2 separate regions of the Lactuca sativa genome follow, and region 1 is linked to region 2. A link is a contact called in public Hi-C data. All regions are on one chromosome and are shown on one strand. Each heading gives the region's core, a stretch centred on a gene start, on an enhancer-like site or on the middle of the called end of the contact. The rest is flanking DNA. Distances are from core to core; before and after follow the strand shown. Region 1 holds the start of LOC111891482 (phosphoglycerate mutase-like protein 4). Region 2 holds the start of LOC111891480 (CDPK-related kinase 5).

What was found. Hi-C and Micro-C count contacts between places; a contact is called where the count stands out from the background.
Region 1: a Hi-C map of leaf shows a contact between it and region 2, with 5 times the contacts expected there. The contact joins the promoter of LOC111891482 here to the promoter of LOC111891480 in region 2. A contact is called at or near these places in 2 of 4 Hi-C or Micro-C datasets (both in leaf).

Annotation. Positions count from the first base shown.
Region 1 is chr4:370,227,687-370,234,901 of Lsat_Salinas_v11, forward strand. LOC111891482 (phosphoglycerate mutase-like protein 4) reads right to left here and starts at 3,662. Exons shown (of 7, transcript XM_023887542.3): 1 at 3,410-3,662; 2 at 3,155-3,251; 3 at 2,708-2,758; 4 at 2,481-2,591; 5 at 2,251-2,382; 6 at 1,996-2,071; 7 at 594-981. The coding sequence starts at 3,636. The coding sequence ends at 755. LOC111891490 (patatin-like protein 2) reads right to left here. Exons shown (of 6, transcript XM_023887550.2): 6 at 5,553-6,009. The coding sequence ends at 5,785.
Region 2 is chr4:369,643,748-369,651,499 of Lsat_Salinas_v11, forward strand. LOC111891480 (CDPK-related kinase 5) reads right to left here and starts at 4,505. Exons shown (of 11, transcript XM_023887540.3): 1 at 3,641-4,505; 2 at 3,267-3,397; 3 at 3,140-3,181; 4 at 2,943-3,051; 5 at 2,570-2,648; 6 at 2,143-2,439; 7 at 1,363-1,478; 8 at 1,137-1,244; 9 at 713-775; 10 at 444-611. The coding sequence starts at 4,207.

The DNA.
Region 1 (7,215 bases), core at 2,412-4,911, 580 kb after region 2:
AACAACACGTTGATGATGCCAAAGTGTTGATAAAAGGATGAAATGTTACACGTCAATTCAACGAGGTCATGCAATCCAAACAAATAGTTTTTATGAGAAGGTGTTGGAGTATAAGTTAGAAATACAAGTTAGTTATGGATGCACCTAAGTAACATTTGAATTCAATTTTAAAGAAAATGATCCAAGGAGTGTTAGTTTACTTGATAAAATCTCACAACCACTAGAACAAGGCTTTAGAAAAAGCAAGTCTATTAGTGGATAACTACATGCAATACTTTTACAACTCAAAGATATTTTCCTAATCTCACAACACTCCTTGACTCATTTAAGTCCCAAATCAGGAAAGTGTTACAAAGAATCACTAAGGAACAAAATGGATTCAGGATTTTATAAGCTCTTTCTCTTATCTTTAAAAAAAACATATTGATAAATAAAAAATAAAAAAAATAAAATAAAATAAAAAAAAAAACTTTTTTATAAAATTACAGCTAAAATATATTAATTCATTTTGGGAAAACTTCTGACACTAAAGCACGAGAATAGTCCAAGTCATATCCATATGTAACCATGTGCGAAGGTCAATGTCGACCTAATTTCTTTCAACCAAATCATTATTCCCCCAACTAATGGGATCACACACAAATCAATTTCAAACATTAATTCGTTCCAATAATTCCAAGATTTTAAAATTTTTTAATATTGTAAATCAATCTATTATTCATGATTAAAATATTCAATGTAGAAAATGACAAAACTACCCCGAAGTTCTATCACCACCAAAACCCGAATCCAAATACCCAGCCCCATTAAGATGACTCACATCCCCCCATGACTTGATCACCCATCGGTCAGGATCTGATAAGTGAAGAACATTGACCGAAACATTCAGTATCCTTCCTGCCCGCTGCCCGCTTCCTGTATAAGCCCGCTGGTGAAGTGCCCGGATCACACCGCCATGTGTCACCACCACCACCCTCTCTCCTGTCAAAATAAAATATATTATATATAAGTTACAAGTTTGGTCCTTGTACTTTACACAAAATCACAAGTTTGGTCCATTTTTTGAGATCTTCCTTAAGCTTACATTAAATAGTGTATTTAGCCCATGGACTTTATTTCTTTGAAGACTTGTATTTGGTTGTTGGAGGGACTATATCCGCAACCAAATGCAAACTTAAGGACGATTATTGCAAAGATTTCAAAATTTTGGACTTAACTTGGAAATTTGAGCAAAGCACACGCACCAAATTTGTAATTTGATATAAACTAGTGTTTAATTCACCCCGTACATTGTGGTAGAGAACTCCTTTGCAATTAATAAAAACGAAATCTATAAAAAGAAATTATGTAAGGGACAAAAAGCGTAACTTTAAAATATAGTAGGGAACAAAATCGCAACTTATAAAATACCAACAATTTAACTTTGAAAACTGTTCAAAATTTCCAGAGAGATGTTTATATTGTGTCTTATATTATACGTTGTAAGGCTGTGTTTGGCGCGCCACAGCTAGCAGATAAGCTAGCTTATTTTTCGAGTTTTTTATGTTGTCGTGTTTGGTAAGCCAAAAAGTAGCTTATAAGCTAGCTTTTTGAAAAACTACTTAGACTAGCTTTTTAGGAGCTTTTTTAAAAATTTCCAAATACACCCCTTAATTAATTATAGAAACACATACTCTCACGTGTCCTTTTATGTAATTTTATATATTTCAGCTAGTTTTACCAAACATCATTTTTTATCAGATAGCTTTTCAGCTATCAGTTAACTTTTTATTTAAAAGCTAACTTTTCAGCTACCAGCCAGCTTTTCAGCTAGTACGCCAAACATACCCTAAATGTAAAAGTTGTAATGTGATTTGGATTTAGTCATTTTTGTTCTGGAAAAAGTAAAAAATCAAAATGAATAGTAACTTCCACGCACAAACCATATTTGGTAATTAATATATACACAAAAGTGCAAAAATGGTCCCTGTGGTTTCTCGTTTTATAGTTTATTACCTCGGTGTTTACTAGCAATTGTTTGTAATGAAGATGTGCAACGTTTATAGAGTTGATCTAGACTTTCACCACCACCCTGTACAAATAATAGATTAAAAGGGAAAATTGCTAAAAATAGAAACATACTTTACTCTTTTTACCAATATAGACAATGTAATTTATTTTTTTTTACATTTCTTTACCCATAATAGCAATATATTTACATTAATGTGTTTTATTTTTATTTTTATTTTCACAAATGAAGTGTGTACTTACAGGAATTTCAACGTTAGTGTGTCGAGATTGAAGAGCTTCATATGCTTTGGTTTTAATTTTTGGTGCTTCACTATATACAAGACCTTGAAGATCACCTAAATGTCTCTCTCTAAGGGTTTCATCTTGAATAACCTAAAATAAAATAGTTTAGTTGTGAAAAATGGTTTTTGAATGATTTTAAAAAGTATGTGAAGAATTTATAAGTGGGAATTAGAAATTTGGAATCATACCTGAAGCCCACCACATCTGTTTGCTATTGTTTCAGCAGTTTCAAGAGCTCTTTTCAGGTCTGAAGAATAAATGGCAGAGATTTTGGATTCTCCGCTTAATCTTTCAGCCACCTTTAAGATAATAAGATTTTTAATTTAACAAAAAAAGTTTGAGTAAAAACTAAAAAGCATTATGTAAATAAATAGTAATAGAATGATGCATGTTCACATTATAAGATGTAACTTACTGCAACTGCTTGTTGTCTCCCAACATCATTTAGGTCAATATCTAAGTGTCCCTGGTCAACGTAAAGAATGAAAATTCTTAGAAGAGCCATGAAAGACTATAGGAAAAGGTTCATCTGTTCTATTCTTTCCAAAGCTTAATTAACAAATGACTTCCTTAAAAGATGATGGATTTGCTCAATTTGCTCAATAATCAAATGAAGATGTGGTTTATGTATTTACACATAAGTATGTATACATGTATGAAAGATACTTAGCACAGGGGAACAAAAATTAGGACCTCATCACACTACATTTTGTGATGGATTAACAGATTAGGTATTTGCAAGGAGATCAGATTACTAGAGGCATATTGGTCATAAACAACTATGTATCAATTAAAAGGGGAAAGTTACTAATTGATCACTAACTATTAAACAATTACATCCAAGTTAGAAGTTCGATAAAACCTGGATTCTTTTCTCGGCATTCCACTCCGTTTCACCATGACGCACAACTACGATCTCAGTAAAATTCCGATCAACAGAACTGAGTTCAGCATCACCACTGCGATAAGAAAGGAGAGTACGAAGAGTTGATAAGTTAAAAGATCATAATGCCCTAGAAATTATCGAAATGTGTGTACACCAATCCACACATCAATACATACATGATAACCTGTATCGATCATATGTAGATGATATTTGCTTAACTGTTATACTCACCTGGAATGAGTATCTGCCATTAAAGTAAAGACAGCCGTGAGAAGAAGAGGGATTGGTTGAAGCGAGACGGAGAAGCTTACGAACTGTGTTCTTGGCCACCACAGGATCCGATTCCGGTTGTTGGATCCGTGAAGGTTTGAAAGCTTTACAATACTGTGACGAGAGATCAATGGTGGCAGAGAAATGGCTGATGATTCTAAATGACACCAAGTGCACAGTGTACTCATTCCCCTTTCATCGGAATTAGGTCTGTTTAAACTTTAAACAGTTTACAAGTTACAAGCTACTCAATTGATATTACAGATGACACCCTGGTGTTTGTTATAAATTCATTACAACCCCTTTCAAAACTTTTGTTCATTATGGTTATGGCCGCTTGTTACTTCACATTTTGTTTAAATTCATTATTCAGTTTTTTTCTTTCCTATCAACTTTCATCTTTAATCTTCAACATACAGAATCATCTTTTTCAATCCACTCATGTATTGAAACATATGGTACAAATTGAGATCTCACATAGAGAGAGAATGAGTGGATCAAGATTGTTCATCATCCGGTCAAACTCTTACCGGTGCGTCTCTCACATTCATAGAATACCACTGATGGTACCGGAGATACCGCCCCCACTATCTGCCACCATTCATCCCATACCATGCACCCTTTAATATAAAAAATATGTAATCATCAATATTAAAATAGAATGAAATATTATAAGAAAAATAAAAAAATATAGTTGTATATGTTATATAGGAGGGGTAGTATACCTTTTTAACAATATAAATTACACTCAAACGATTCTTTGTTATTTTTAGAAGTTTGGGGCAAATTCAATATTTTATAGCAGTAAAATTATTAAGTCAACTTTCTTACTCCTTATAAGGATGAACCAAAATAACGACATGCATATAAATACCATGATTTTCCATGCAAGGCTTCAAACGATTTCATAGAAAATATCGGATTTTCTGAAAATGCAATGAGAACGATTTTAAACAAGTGTGAAACTATTTTATATAAAAATGCTTATGAACTCACCAACTTTTTAGTTGACGCTTTTTAAAACGACTTGTATTCTCAGGGATCTAGTAAGCAGGTGAAATGGGACACGGATGCAGGACTATTTAGCTGTAGTTTGGAATTTTTCTGCTTATGTCTCTTTTGTGAAATTTGATGGACAAATACAATGTATAAACAATGTAAGTTTGTTATCTGATGTTTGGATTACTCTATTTCATTTATATTCAATTGTTATGATACTGCACAATGAGGTCACCCGCCTCCGGACGTTTCCGTCGTCTGGTCCTAGGGTGTGACACAAACACGTTTTGTAACCTGTATGGTTTTGAATAATCAAATAGAAACCCTTATCCACCGAATCAACAAATATCCAAACCTGACCCGTAACCTGTAGGTTTTTTTGAATAATCAAACGCATTTTACTTAATTCTTAAAATAACATTTATTAAATAAAACGTATGTTGATTTAGAAAACGCATTACGTACTTAACGACTTTCAATTGGAATTGAAATCATTATTGTAGTAACTTCTAATTAGTTTTTGACCGTCGATCGCATTGATAGAGAATAGCAACTACAAACTTTATCCTGGTTGATAAATAACTTTATTGAATTATAAATAAAATTGGTGGTTGCTTTATGAAATATAGATGATATTACATCATGATTATTGGTAGAAAACTAGAAGTCTAGAAGTCGAGTCCTCAAGTCCTATGTAAAAATAGTTTGGTCTTTAGCCTTTTCCCTTCAGACTTTTGATTGAGATTAAAAGTAAACTTTAGGCGATATAAAATATAAATGTATAATTCTAAAATTTATATGGGACGGGTTATAAACGGAGCGGATCGGTGATGATCCACATCCGACCCTTTTAACAAAAGGGTTAGCTGGTACGGATCGTTAGCGGGTAAATGGATCAAAAACTATGTTTCAAACCCATATAATTCTTAAGGGTTTGGATTAAATCAGGGTCAAAATCCACTCCATTGTTAGGCCTACTCAAATCCATCGAATGCAAAAAATTTACATGATTGTATTAAAAAATAAATAAATAAAATAAAAAATAAAGGAATTTTTAATTATACAAACTCACACGGAGGCTTTCAGAGAAGGGCAAAGTAGACAGTTGCATAGGGCCTAATACTTTTCTTGTGGCCCAATTTTTTATTATATTATATATGTATATAAAAACTTATAATAACGATAAGGACCATTTTTTCTGACTCGTCCAGCGAATTTGAGGATTTTTAAATCCTCAGGACTAGTCCCGTAAACTCATCACTAATCCTACTACTTTGAGTTCAAAATAATTAAACAACCACCTTATGTTCAACACTATGATAGCAAAATAGTACAAATTATTTACTTTGGCGATGCTTTCGCTCCTCACAAAGCAATCTGGCAAACCGTGTCAACGCTTCAGAATTTGTCCCTTCTGTTTCGACTTCTTGAAAAATTCCGGTTTCTAAATCTACTCTTGACACCTTCTCATTCAACAGTTTTATTCCTACATCTGCAAGTGCCTTCATGTTCTCATCTGTCGCAATATCGATTGATGAAGTGTCTCCTATCAAGTTGTCTTCCTACCAAAATTCAAAAATACACAATTATACGACCATTCAAGCTTGAAAGACCTTACTTTAGCAATGTAATGACGCTTTCTTTTTGATATAATTTACTCAATATTGACATGACTTATGCGAATATTGCGGTTTAATAAAGAACATCTTAATGAGGTTTTTCCAAATAATTTGGGACATTTTACAAAATGACCTAGTTTATTATTTAATTTTTATTTTTTCTATTTCTCTAGGTGCATAATCGTTTTCTTAAATATTTATTTGAGCGTTATTTATCTGGATAGCACTTAATAAGAAACTAACAGGACCTTTTAAATATTTATCTAATTCTCATTGGGTTAAATGCAAGAATAGTAATATATTATCCATTTGTTTTTCTTATTAGGGTGGAGGAAATCGTTCCCTCCCAACTCACTGTAACATCAACTTTTCTTTCTTCTCTCTCTTTCATCTTTCTCAACCTAAAACAATCCTATTTTTTCCAACCTATTCAACTCACATAGAAATCCTATATTTTCCAACCTACTCAACTCACTTGCCACATCTCTAATTTTATTTAATTAAATTAGAAAATATAAAATAAAATAAAACATAAGATTATTTTTAAAATAAACTTTTGTTAATTTAAAACAAATAAATTCTAAAATAATATTACAAATAACGTTTGATTAAAAAAACTCACATTACAAATAAAAAATACACGATAACTAAAAACACACACTTAAAAAAAGACAACATAATTAAGATCCTAAAACGATAATTAAAATTAATTGGTTATGCAAAGTTGGAATTTAAGCATGTTTAATGTGATCGGTAAGATCGGATCAAAGCTAGTGGTAGATTTCAGCATCACGCAATTCATGCAATATTCATCGACTTCGTCGTTTGGGGGGGGGGGGGGGGGGGGGGGGGGTTCGGGCTGATGCACAAGAGATATTGCAGCACCCTCATCTTTCAGTATCATATTTTGTAGTATAATACAAATGTATATTATATTGTTTTTTCTCAGCGCCGACATAGTTTATGCTGGCATTTTTAATATGTCCCAATGTCCTTTAAGGACTCCACAAGCATATTTTACATCCTTTTTTATTGATTCTTGTGCCACCTTGAACCGTTTCTTTTTGTCGGTTATTCTATGTGGATATGTCTTTACAAATATAGCCCATGATGAATATATTTCATCCTTAAGATAGTCACCATGCTTGT
Region 2 (7,752 bases), core at 3,255-5,754:
AGATAATTTAAATTGTTTATTTTATTATTTTTCAAAAAAACATATATTTTTTGATTTCTTGGTATTTAAATTATTTATTCTTGTAAACAATTGTTTAAAGTAATAAATAAACTTCTTTGACTTTTCAAAATACACATACTATATATTTTCAAACACATGAAACATGTGTATATATAATATATATAATTTAGTCAGCAATACATCTTTCTTTCTTTGATCCATATAAATTAACAACTTTATCTTTCTTTATCAATTTAATTTCTTTCACCTTTTCAAATTGTCAACACCAAACATGTTTAAATGATTCATTCCATTCTTTCCCTAGTCAACCAAACATGATAATGGAATGTAACAACTCATTCCATTCCATTCCATCATTCATTTCCATTCCATCATATCAAACAGACCCTTAGATTTAAAAAATTGGTACGAATAAAACTTACAGAGGCGAGTTCTTCAATCATGATGGCTCGATTTCCATCTTTTTCAAAGAGTTCATAGGCACAACGAGCATGTTGTTCCCATCTTTCAAGAGCCTCAAGTTGATAGATATTTATTGCAGCTGCACAAAATTCTTCAAAATCCATCCTTCGATATTGAAGCGCACTAAGCTGTTATTATAATAAGAACACATGCATGATGAATTGATGATGCGAGGGTATTTAAGTAAAATGGCAGATTTGTAATGTTTTTTTTTTATCGAATGACATACCGATGCTAGGAAATCATGGACACGTGACTCCTTCATGGCATCCGTAGCATGTTTCATCAACGCCTGAAAAATGTAAAAAAAAAAAAAAAAGGGTTACAATTTTAGGGGTTAAAAGTTATATATAGGAAATAGAAACATACTTTTGTTTATTTGTTTATTATTATCATTTATTCATATTACAAACATTATAGTTTGAAAAACTACCAAATTATATAGAAAACTATTTTCACCATTATAAATTTATAGAGTAGATTTTTCAAAATACAATGTGCTAAAAACAATCGAAAGCAGAATGCCATAATTTGATAAGAGTTTTGAAATTACAATGGTGTAATAGAAATTGATGAAAGTAATAAACAAATAAATGAAAGTATATTGATATTTTTTTAATATATTTAAATGAACTTATGGAACAGTTACTCACTGCTTTGATATTTTCCATGCTTATGGATCCGTTTTTGCTCGGCTCCAACAAAGAAAATTGCTCCTTTAAATAAAACAACTCGTCTACAGTCAATGTCTTTGATAAAGCCTGCAAATTTTGAGGGGAAAAAAAAAGACTAAATTTAACACGAAATTATCCAAATAATGAAAACAAGATAATAATTCTCAACATTCATCAAAAGAAAATTAAAAAAATAAATAAATACCCGTAAAGCAGCTTTACGAAGGGCAGAAGAACGCATATAAGCCTTCATGAGTCTCAATATGGAGATGTCAAGAGGCACTTTCACTTCATTAGTAGTATTTCTAATCCATGGATGACCTAAACCATATCATATCATAATCAATTCAAGATAAGCTTTCTTCTGATAATAAAGATGAAAAGGGCATTTACGTCTTTTAAGCAAGAGATCAAAAGTGGGTCTCTGTCCCACCTTTTTGAGTGTGACAAAAAGTTGTACTTTTTCACCCTTACATCAGTCAAACACTGTGTAAGTTACACTGTGTTTGACATGCATTAAACTGAGACTCAGACTGATGTAAGTGGGAAAAAGTACAACTTTTTGTCACACTCAAAAAGGTGGGACACAGACTCATATGACATGTCATGACAGAATGGGTTACATTGGGTAACCCATTCTGTCATGACAGAGTAGGTTACACAGTGTAACCTATTCTGATATTCTATCATGATCATGACAGAATAGGTTACACTGTGGAACCTATTCTGTTGTTCCGTCATGACAGAATAGGTTACACTGTGGAACCTATTCAGTCATGACAAGTCATATGAGTCCCTGTCCCACCTTTTTGAGTGGGACAAAAAATCGCAAATTTTGTCGCATCGACATCATTCTCATTCCCACTAGGCCACTACCAGTCAAATGAAGGTCAAACATAGTACAACGTGTTGTATCATGTCATGTCATATCTTTAAGTAAAAGTCATCCATAGGGGCAAAAAGGTAAATTGTGGGGGACACTTACTGAGGCCTTGGGCAGCTGTCATTCTTTTTCTAGGATCCTTATTCAACAATCTTTTGACAAAATCTTTGGCCTCAGATGACAAAGTAGGCCAAGGAGCTTCATCAAAACTGGGGTCCGCTTTTAAAACAGCTCTAAAGATTCCTGATTCAGATCGAGCCCAAAAAGGGCGACTTCCACACAAAAGAATATAAGCTATAACACCAATACTCCATACATCTGCTTCAGTACTATATGATCTATGTAGAACTTCAGGAGCAACATAATACGCACTCCCAACAATATCATTAAGCCTTTCATCTAAAAAACAAAACATCAACACATAAAAATCAAAAAGAGAAAACGATAACAAGAAGGAATAGAGTCAATAGACAATAGAGACAATATATACATACACAAACATGTATGTATATGTAGAGAGAGAAAATACCGGGCTTCACAAAGTCTGATAAACCAAAATCTATGGCTTTAAGAGGCGAGTTTTCATCCTTTGATGTAAACAAGAAATTCTGATGCAAAGATTGAAAATTGTTAAATGGGAATTGTAGAAAGAAAATGATATATATTATAGTCAAACAATTCTTGTAAACTTATGTGGGAAGTCAAACAATGTATTTTTTTTTTTCTTTTGGGAATAGAGAATGAGTCAATAAACTATATGATGTGATAAAACTCTATAGTTCATATTAGAAAACAAGAAGCATAGAACAAAATTTTAGCACCAATGGATAATAATGGTGTTGACTTTTGACTTGAGTGATAAAAAAGATTCAAACTTTATCCATATTAAGTAAAAGTGTCACCTCTGGTTTTAAGTCTCGGTGTACAACACCTTGAAGATGACAAAACGCAACAACATTTAATATTTGTATCAATACTGATTTCGCATCATCTTCTGTGTATTTTCCACCTCTGAAAAAATAAATTCGTTTAATAAATTTAAAATTAAAACCCAATAGTTTATATGTGTTTGACGCTTGAAAGCAATAAAAAATGTTACCTTGAAAGTATTCTATCCAAGAGTTCCCCTCCTTCACATAACCTACAAAAAAAATAATAATAAATTTAAGTTGCGGAATAGTTAAGAAACATAGAATGAAGATTTGAATGTATGATCGGATTCTTACTCCATCACAACATAGACTTTTTCATGATCTTCATATGCATCGTAAAATTGCACTAAGTTGTTATGTCCTGTTAAAGCTCGCAATATCTTTACCTCTCTTCTCACATCTTCAATGGCTATGGCTGTTGTCATCTGTAGAATTGACATGTTTCGATTATAGTTAGATTGGGTCTATTCACCCTAAAAAGAAGTTGATCGAGAACTCTGAAAGTCAACAATTGGGATTAGAAAAGTAATAATTGAATGCTCATATGATCCAATCAAATCAAATCAACTTCAGATCTGATCACTGTAGCATACGGATCAAAAGAAGAAGCTTGATCCGACGTAATTAGTGATGAGCAAATCAATCAAAAGGAAATTGAATCAACGAACCTTTGACTTCGGGATAACTTTGACTGCAACTTCTTGACCCTTAAGTTCCCCTTTCTTGAACTTAGCTTTACAAGTGTATCCAAAATGCCCTCTTCCGACTTCTTCACCAAGTTCGTATTTGCTCCCAAAATGCTTCGAAAACCCAAAGCTTTTATCTAATCCCGAAACCCCTTCCGATTCATTTCCCTCCGGTATCGCCGCCTCGTTCGGCTTCACCGAGCCATGCCGTCTCGCCAACACCGACTTAATGTGCTTCGCCGGAGACGGGGGAGGAAACGGTCGCCGGAAGAATCTCCTCGGAGTAGAATTAGAACTCGCATTAGGCGCCGGAGATTTCGCCGGAGATGATTTTTTCGAGAACCAATTGTGAGCTGGACTCGGACTGTAAAACGGAAAAAATGGAGACTTCTTCCCTACCTCAATTTCGTCCTTTGTGGTCTTCTTAGACGTCGTCGTCGTCGTTGTTTCTTCTACCTCTTTCTCATTATTATCTTTAACCGGAATATCGATATCATAATGACCGGAAAATTTGGATCCTGTCGAGGGTTTAGAGCTGCAACTACCCATTTGGGGGTTCTGCAAATCTCCACCCCCAAATAGGAAATTAACAAATTTTCACTGAGAAAAAGAAGAAAAAAGCCTAGCTTTGTTGAAGCATTGTATGATACAAGAATTTGAAAGTGATTAGATTCGATAAGATATTTGAATTTGGTCTAGGGTTTACTGCAATTTTGTCTTAGCTGTTGGAGAGAGAGAGAGAGAGAGAGAGAGAGAGAGAGAGAGAGATGATGGAGATCTGTAAATGGTGATAAAAAGGAAAGGAGAGAAAGCGAGAAAGAGAGAGTGTGTGTTTTCTGCTTTTGTTGAAGTTTGTGATTTATTTATTTGTTTCTTTAAGTAAATTAATCAAAGTACATAAAACGGTACTCTTTTTTTGAAGCATTCATTTCATTGTGTATTTTAAAAAATTAATTGATTATTATAATTTATAAATAAAATAACTTATATGTAGAAATATATGTTATGTTAGTTTTATTTTAACTTTAAAGAATATGGTTTCAATTTAAAAAAATAACTTTCGGTTAATTGAATAAAAAAATCATTAACAAACATTTGACATCCAATAACAATTGGGCTTAAATTTTCATTATTTAAATTGGACCAGTCTATTGTTGAGAGATAATGATGGCAATTAAAAACTGAACAGTAAACTCATTCAATTACTAACCAATTTAATCCATTCAATTATCAAAAATTTATTATTCAATTAATATGATATTATTAATACGTATATTGTGCAAAAAGTAATAAAAAATTAAAATAAAACTACAATAAAAAGTTTAAAAAATATGTTTAAATAGCTTTATTTTCTTGATTGAATTTTGATATGTTGATGTCTGTATTTTGAAGTGGATGTTTATATAATAAGTTATCAAATGTATTTTGATTGTTTATAACTGAATCTAAATTCAGATGAGAATTGGATGAATCCAATTAAGCTAACACCGACGTATTAAATATTCAAATGGATAAAATCGATAATTGAAGGTTCAATTGGATTGAATTTATTCGTCATAGTCAAATATTCAAATGGTTAAAATTGATAATCAAAGATTTGTAACATCCTAAAATTCAAGGCTAAAAATTTCATTTTAATTAAGTTAATATAAAAACCGATAGTATAAAAACATCTATAGTGTCATCCCATATCAAAACCAATATGTCAATAATCAAAACATGTCATAATGAACATCATGAGAGTATAATCTCAAAGATCTCATGTGCGGAAAACATAGTGTAATACGTTGTGATCATGTCGGCTCTTTCCTTTGGAAGAAGAAGTACCTGAAACCAAAACTAAAAACCGTAAGCACGAAGCTTAGGGAGTTCCCCCATCATATAACATATCATACAATAACATACTACTTACCATATTCGGATGCTGGCCTACCCCTTCGGTCTCTTTCAACCGGTAACCGCCTAGCATATCAGGGTGTTGACCTACCCTTTCGGTCTCTTTCAACCGGTAACTGCATAGCATATATGGGTGTCGGTCTACCCCTACGGTCTTTTTCAACCGGTAATGGGGACTATTTCACCCCCTATTACTACCACATATCATCCGAGTACATAAACACATGAGTCACATACTGCCTACCATATCTGGGTGCTGGTCTACCCCTTCGGTCCTTTCGACCGATAACGGGGTCTATCCCACCCCTCCTACCACTATCACATAATATCATAACATACTAGCACACAATGCATAATAGATAGTGGCATACCAGACAATTATCATAAAGACAATCATCTTTACTATGATCAGCTACTAGTGGGCCGACATTGATGCCTTCGACCCACTTCTACTGGAAGGTAACTCACCTCACACTGCTGAAGTCCCCCAGATAAAACTCTAGCTGCTGGATGACAGATTCCCGAACTGTCAACATCAAAACAGCACCCAATTAATAATTGGGTTCCAATACATAACATAAGTCCATGCTTGGCTAAAAGTCTACTTTACCCCCAACCTAGCTTGACCCAAGCCCAAGGCCCAAACTCAAAATTCCAAATGCCCAAAAGTCAAACAATGAACCAAAGCCTAATATATGGCCCAGTTTTCCAAATTGGGCCCAAACCCTTCACATGGGCCTTACTCTAAAGCCCATCCAAATTCTATACTCCATATTCTTGTTATTAGATGGCCCATCATGGGTCCAAACATCTAGGCCCAACAGAATGGCCCAACTCAAAACCCAACACAATTAGGGTTTTCACATAAAATGACGATCAGGGCTAATTAGAAACACTTAACCCCTTAAGGACTCACCATGCAGAACGACGATTCAAACATCAAATCCTTGAATATCTCAAGCAGCATCGGATTAACAACCAGAATCCCGATTCTTTTTCCTCACGAATATGAAGTCTGGGCGCTGCACGTTGAAGATTATGTTTTAGGTTCAGAGGATAATGGTTATATGATCTGGAAAGCAAACACTCTAGGTCTGTTTGTTCACACAAAGACCAAAAGAAAAATCAATACCCAGAAAGAATACAACCAACTGCTTCTTGGTGTGAAGGATGTGCCTCAAGATGAAAAAGACAAACTCATGAGCAACATTAAAGGAATGAGGCTCATCAGATTCGCTTTGCAAGCAGATACCTTTCGTCTTGTTAGTTCATGTGACACAGCGAAGGCTATATGGGATAGGTTGAGAGAGCTCTATTCCACAGACGCAGATCTAGAATACTCAACTCAAACGCTGTTATTATCCGAGTTTGGCGAGTTCGTTCAAAAGCCTGAAGAAACTCTGAGTGCCACTTTCAATCGATATAATTATATTCTTAGCAAGATGATGAAGCATGGAATTGGACGTGAACTGATTGAGCAAAAGGTCACGTTCATGAACGGACTACGATCAGAGTGGAAAGCAGTGGTGTCAACGATTAAAGCTCACGAACAATTCAAGAACTATACTCTTGCGAAGCTTGTGGGAATCTGAAGGCGTGAGAGAGTGAAGTAATGAAAGAAGCAAAGGTGGTGTCTAAGATGGGGTCTTTAGCCTTAGTTGCGAAAGGCAAAACTGTTGCTGATGACGGATCTGATTCAGATCATTCTGAGTATGAGCTCTCAAATGAGGATTTTGCTTTAATGGTGTCTAACCCTAAGCGATTTCCTAGGAAGAAGTTTCCCTCAAGCGAAAATAGGAACTGGCAAGTAAGCTACAGCTCGGAGAAAGTGAAAGAGGAGAAAAAAAGTGCTTCTCAGAAAGAGGAAGAGAAGAAGGAGAAAAAGGTTGTTGGTGACTCCGGATATGATTGCAATTATTGTCATGGTAAAAACCATCTTGCAAAGGAGTGCATGTTGCGAAGGAAGAATGAGAAGAATGAAGGAGAGGATTAGGAGGCCTATCAAATGCGAAAGCTAGAAGAGATTAAGAAGAAGAAATCTAATGATAATTCTATGCCTACTTTTGTTGTACAGGAAAACTTGGCTCAAGGTGAGTTCAGAGGATTGGAAGTCTGGTCAACAAACTCAGAGGATGAAGAAGTACGCAAGCCCACACATGGAAGGGTGTTTGTTGTGAAAGAACAGAATTTGCAGTACT